2 separate regions of the Ovis aries genome follow, and region 1 is linked to region 2. The links are chromatin contacts, called in public Hi-C maps. All regions are on one chromosome and are shown on one strand. The core of a region is the stretch at or near the end of the contact, and the rest is flanking DNA. Distances in the headings are between cores, read along the strand shown. Region 1 holds the start of ACACB (acetyl-CoA carboxylase beta). Region 2 holds the start of MYO1H (myosin IH).

What was found. Hi-C and Micro-C count contacts between places; a contact is called where the count stands out from the background.
Region 1: a Hi-C map of hypothalamus shows a contact between it and region 2, with 4 times the contacts expected there. The contact joins the promoter of ACACB here to the promoter of MYO1H in region 2. A contact is called at or near these places in 3 of 16 Hi-C or Micro-C datasets (hypothalamus, muscle and tail adipose tissue).

What each region holds. Positions count from the first base shown.
Region 1 is chr17:64,131,946-64,135,166 of ARS-UI_Ramb_v3.0, reverse strand. ACACB (acetyl-CoA carboxylase beta) reads left to right here and starts at 1,481. Exons shown (of 52, transcript XM_060401291.1): 1 at 1,481-1,594.
Region 2 is chr17:63,916,016-63,919,354 of ARS-UI_Ramb_v3.0, reverse strand. MYO1H (myosin IH) reads left to right here and starts at 1,719. Exons shown (of 30, transcript XM_027980285.3): 1 at 1,719-1,874; 2 at 2,651-2,766. The coding sequence starts at 1,749.

The DNA.
Region 1 (3,221 bases), core at 232-2,731, 220 kb before region 2:
CTTGCTTTGCAGCGCATGGAATTCTCTGGTTGTGTCTCTTCAGCTCCAGAATGCGAGGGCTCAGTTGCTCCACGGTATGTGGGATCTCGGTTCCCTGACCAGGGATCGAACCCTCTTCCCCTGCGTTGCAAGGTGGATTCACAAGCATTGGACTACCAGGGAAGTTTGTAGCGTTTTATTTCTTCTTCTCAACCATGTGGTGACGTCATGAGATGAAAAAACAGGCTTGGCCGTTTGCCCAAAGCCACAGGTGACAGAGCAAGGATTCAGAGTCAGATCGATCTGATGTCAAAGCCCAGTGGTCCCGCTACTTACTGACCCTCTGCCCAGATCATAATTTTTTGGAGTCATTAGGGACAGTGTTTTCAATGGAGTGTTAAAAAAATTTCCCTGAGTTATGAATGGCTCCCCCCAGAGACATTGGAGGACATGTCTGTGTTTAGAGAGATGGCTCTTCCAAAGGCTTGTGTGAGCTCCGCTGGAGTGAAGCAGTCTCGGTAAACAACCTAAGCCCCGCCATTGACTGAGTCCCTGACCTGCATGTTTTTCATCCCCAACTCCAGGCTCCCTCTGATGATACCCAGGCCTCAGGAGAACCCGGGCAGCAGGTAAGAAATACGCTTCCTCCTTGTAAGTCCACTGGAGAAAATCCCATGAGACTCATTATTTGCTAACTCTTCCTTCTTGAAAAATGTGCCCAGAAATGAAGTCACTCTGGCAGGGTGAAGCTGTACCTGGCATACCCACCGCTGAAATCGTGTGTATCAGTTCAGCGCCCTTCGGGTTTTTCCACTTGCCAGGCCACTGAATTGCGGTCCCCTTATCTTTTCTCGGAGCACAGTGGAATGCCCTTTTGTGCGGCCTTGGCTCCCCTCCCTGCCCAGCTCTGGCTCGGATCTGGACGTGACCTTTGTCCTACAAGCCCCGCTCCCTCCACACACACACCCCAGCTGCAGAACACTCTGTAACTGTGGCACAGAGCCGATTTATGTCCTCCGCCAGTCCCCGAGACAGCCATCTGACCCTGCATGGGAACCGAGCTGTTTGGTTCTGTTTTTTTTTCCCCTGGGTCCTGAAAAATAGGAGACATTTCATCAGGTGGCATCTTCCTTTAGAGGGATTTTACAAAATCTCTTGCAGAGAGAGAAGCCAGGAGATCTTTTGAAAGTGATCGTCTTGGGCCTTCGCTGTGGGCTTGTTCCAGAAAACATTTCATAAACACCCCACCTGCTCGGGGTTAATTTTCTGCATGTGTCAGGAGGGCCAAAATGACTTTGTATTGCTGACGGCAGCTTGGGCTTTAAATGGCATCTAGGGATTTTGAAATAAAGCGAGGAATGGGATTAAAAGGAGGGGACAGAACTTTTCCCACTTTGCCTGGCTTATGCTTGCTCTTCAGAGCCTTGGAAGTGGAGTGCCCCGGGGATATTTTTAAACAGCAGGAGCTAGTTCATCTGAAAGTGACATTTATAGTCCCCACAGTGAGCAGCTGGCTAGCTGACATTCAGGTCCACAGCAAAAAGGGAACCTGGAAAATTCAGCCTGGATGCCCAGTTGAAAGGACTTGGGGAAAGGAAAGAGGCAGAGATAAGTGGTAAGTGAGCTCTCCTCTCCCTGGGGTCATTGACCACACAGCCAGTGTCCAGGTGAACAGGAATTTAACACGTAGTGAGGGCAGCCTCTGGACAGAAGCATGGCTGGTTGTGAGAAGCTGATGTAAAGGGCTGGAAATGTGGCGTAGATGAAGGACCTTTCTTTGCTTCTATAAATGGTTATGTTGCTGGGGATCCCTGTGCAAACTTTCATCAGTTCCCCAAACCAAGAGTTTAGGCTTAACTAAAAGGCAAGGGGGGAGATTTTTGACTCCCAAAGCTTCTGTCTTCAGGACGAGAATTCTGTTTCGTATAGATGTCTGATTTCTCAAGCTTGCTCATTTTTTTTTTTTTAATGCAGATTCTTAAGAGTCAAGCATTTCTGGTGTCCTCTGTGGCTAGAAAGACATGATTTTGTTTCATTTTTAAAAAGCGTAGTACCAAGGAAGTCTTGAATCAAGCACGCAGTAAAATAGGGCTCCTCCTTGAACCATCCTTCGGTCTGTCTCTCCTCCTTCCAGGGAGCCTTACCTTTAACAGTGCACATGTGTGCGTGCTCAGTTGCTTCAGTGTCTGGCTCTTTGTGACCCTGTGGACCATACACCGCCAGGCTCCTCTGGCCTTGGGATTCTCCAGGCAAGAACACTGGAGTGGGTCGCCATGCCCACTTCCAGGGGATCTTCCCAACCCAGGGATCGAACTTGAGTCTCTTACATCTCCTGCACAGGCAGGTGGGTTCTTTACCACTAGCGCCACCTGGGAAGCCCCTTTACAATGCACAGACCTTATGTCCTTCAGACTTTTTGTTCTGAAAATGCACTGTGTTCTCGATCCTGTCTCTCACGTCAGTCATTACTGTTATTTTGACACACACAGGCACGACTGAGGGGGAGTTCCCAGGAAGCAGGTCTTTTTCAGTTTAAAAACTGGAAGGTATAGACATTGTTTTCTAAATAATTTTTGCTTCTAACAGTGTCTTGGGGCATCTTTTCCAAGATGCGATTTCTTTACTGACTGACCTCTCCAGGTTTTAAATGGAAAGACCCAGCCCATCCTAAGTGATCAGAGTTGCAAGCATCCCCAGATCGTGACTTTATTTGAAGAGCTCTGGGAAGACGTTTTGTATTCATGCAAGAGAGTTTTATGTGCCCTTGCTTGGGTGTTGCGTGAACTCCCTCAGCCTCTTGTTACCTTCAGATCTGAGATAGAAATTAGAGTATGACTTTATACCAGATACTTGATCTTTATGGGGAAATAAACACTATAATTTCCCAGGTAGCTCAGTGGTAAAGAATCCATCAGCCAATGCAGGAGACCCAGGTTTGATCCCTGGGAGTGGGTCGGGAAGATCCCCTGGAGAAGGAAATGGCAATTCACTCCAGTATTCTTTTTTTTTTTTAATTATACTTGTTTATTTTTAGTTGACTGATGATCACGTCACAATATTGGTTTGATTTCTGCCATACATCAGCATGAGTTAGCCATAGGTGTACATGTGTCTCCTCCCTCAAACCTTCCTCCTGCCTCCCCACCCTTCCCCACCCCTCTGGGTTCCTACAAAGTCCTGGTTTGAGTCCCCTGAGTCATACAGCAAATTTTCATTGGCTGTTTTACATATGGTAGAGTATA
Region 2 (3,339 bases), core at 470-2,969:
TCTTAGCCATGTCTGACTCTCTGTGGCCCCATGGACTGTAGCCCACTGTCCATGGGATTTCCCAGGCAAGAATACTGGAGCAGGTTATCATTTCCTACTCCAGGGGATCCTCCCGAAATTATTTGATCTAAATGCATCATTTTTATCCTTTGATTACTCCTTATTATCAAGATTACTCCTCCTTCCAGCTTCATTTGGCTAGTGTAGGGAGACACCTGGTGGTGATCCAGTTTTTTAAAACGTCTCATTATGGAAAATTTCACACACACACACTGGCATGCTGCAGGCCGTGCAACTGGACAACGACAGAAACAGAACAGATTAATAAATCCCTTCTATACCCATCACCCAGCTTCAACAGTTATGAGCATTCTGCCGTTCTGTTACCATCTTCACCTCCATCCACTGGCGGTCCTCCACTCCCCATCTGATTATTTTCATGGTTCTTTTCAAAACAGAATTTACATGTATCAAAATGCACAACACTGTAGCCATTCATCTTGACAAATAGATACACCCGTGTAACTCATAGCTGCCCCAAGTCAGGGAATGTTTCTATCACTCCAGAAATGTCCTCGGCCAGGCAATCCCCCATAACCAGGCAACAGTTGTGACTTTCACTGTAGATTAGTTTTGCTTGTCCTAGAATGTCATATAAATGGAATCATACAGCATGCAGGCTTTTGTGTCCGAGGTCTTTCGCTCGGCATAATGTCTGTGTCATTGGGCACACCTGTCGTTTCTCTTTCACTGCTTACCCATTCTATTGTATAGATGTTCCACTTCTGTTCTCTGGTTGATAGGAACTTGGATTGTTTCCAGTTTGGGGCCATCATGAATAAACTCGATGTAAACCTTCACGTTCCAGTCTTTTTGTGGACCTATGTCTACATTCCCCTTGTGTAAATACTTCGGAATGGAATTGCTGCATCAAAGGGTAGAGGCTTGGTTAACTTCATTAGAAACTGCCAGACCTTTCCCCAGTGATTCGTCCGATTGATCTTCCTGCCAGCAACGTATGAAAGTTCCATCATTTTACATCCTTGAGAATACTCGATGTTGTCTTTTTCATTTGAACTCTTCTGGTGGCACCTCATTGTGATTCTAAGGGTACATTTCTCTGATGACTAAAGATGTTGAGGACTTTACTATGTGCTTATTGGCCATCTGTCTATCTTCATTTGTGAAGCATCCATTCGAGTCTTTTGCCCAGTTTCTGTTAGGTCTGAGTTTTGTTTTGTTTTGTTTTTGGTTTTCTTTTAACCAAGCTGGGTATTTTATTTTAGATACAAGTTCTTTGCAGGTATATAACTAAACTCATGAACATTTTTTTGCCAGCTTGTGGCTGGCTGATTTATTTCTTAACAGTGTCTTCTGATGAGAAGGTTTATGTTTGATGAAGTCTAATGGGCATGATAATAGCACGTCATAGGGTGGGAATGAGGATCGATAGAGATAATACATGTCAAACGGTTAGTGTCATGCTGAAGCAGTGAATGCTGAGTCCCTGGCAGCAGCTGCTGGTGCTAGTTACTGCTTTTACTATCATTACTTGTATCCCTAACCAGATCGTAAATGCTTAATGAAGAAAGCATAATGTAATCTCTGCTCTCAGCTATCCCCAGGGTCTGGGATCTTGCTATTTCCATACTAGACATACGATAAAAATGACATGATAAGTGAGTTGCTGAGGAAGGTTGTGTTTTCCGTAGAAAGAAGAAGTGAGACGCAAGCGCATCCGTCTGCACATGGAAGGCGCGCTGACCGCCCGGGACAAGGTTGGGGTGCAGGATTTTGTGCTGCTGGACGCATACACCAGTGAATCTGCTTTTCTGGACAACCTCCGCAAGCGTTTCAGCGAGAACCTCATCTATGTAGCGTAACTCATTTCTCAGCTGTTTTTCCTAGAGTGGTGGTTCCCTTCTGGTCCTTGGCCTTTAAAAAAAATTTTTTTAATGTATTTAATTTGTTTAGCTGCACTGGATATTAGTTACGGCCTGTAGGATCTAGTTCCCTGACCAGGGATAAAACCCGGGCCCCCTGCATGGGGAGGGCGGAGTTGTAGCCGCCGGACCACCAGAGAAGTCCCCCGGTCTCTAGTCTTGAGGGCTGTGAACAGTATCACTCTGGGCTGACCATCAGAGGGGGCATGCCCAGGAACCACTGGCAGGCGCACTGTGATCCTCTGTATTAAGACCTTTGCGGCTGCCAGTGCTGGAGACCCAGCTGAAATCAGCCTAAGCCCCGAGAGAGAATCTGTCGACCTATGTAACTTCAGGGTCCAGAGCAGATCTCTAGGGTCTAGGATGATGTCTTGAGGACTCTTTCCCATACCTCTGCTTTCTTTTGCATCGGTTTCCTTCGGCAGCAGCCTCTCTGCATGGTGGCAAGGCGGCTGCCAGCAGAACCAGGCCTTTCTTAACACACTAAGCGGGGCAGTCTTGATCACTCGGTTGTTTGTCTGCCCGTGCCAGCTAGGTTCCATGACAGTGGAGACATCCCCCCCACACACACACACACAACCTGACCTATTTATTGTGTTGTATCCCAGTACTGAAGGGGCACATGGGGATCATAGCACATGCTGGTCTTTTGCCAGAGCCATTTGCACCCTGGAATGCCTCACTAGTGCTTTGGTCTGTTCCTCTAGACATATATTGGGACCCTCCTTGTGTCTGTGAACCCATACCAAGAGCTGGGAATCTATACTCTGAGCCAGATGGAACTTTATCAAGGGGTCAACTTCTTTGAACTGCCACCACATGTGTAAGTAGCCATGGAATCAGAAATAGAAGTATTTTTCCCTTTCTGCCTCTCTTCCCCCCCGCCCTTCATCACCTATGTTCATCATATTACCCACCCACCTACCCATCCATCCACCCATCCATCATCCACCTCATTCATCCATCCATCCATCCATCCACGATCCACCCATCCACTTGTCTACTCATCCATCCATCCACCCACACACTCACCCACATACCCACCCACGTATCCATCATCCATCCACTAATCTATGCATCCAGCCATCTACCCATCCATCCATCATCCACCCCATTCATCCATCCATCTACCAATCCTATTCATCCGCTTGTCTACTCATCCATCCATTCACCCACACACCCATCTGTCATCCACTCCATTCATCCATCTAGCTACGTATCTACCCACCCACCCACCTACCCATCCATCCATCCACCCATCCATCCAACCATTCATATACCCAGCCATCTACATTCTTGATGCATGCTCATTAGGTTCTGTACCTCACTTAAATTACTCCCTTATTCTGAAATAAATTCAACACAATAGAAAACATCCGCAGATCATTATCAAATC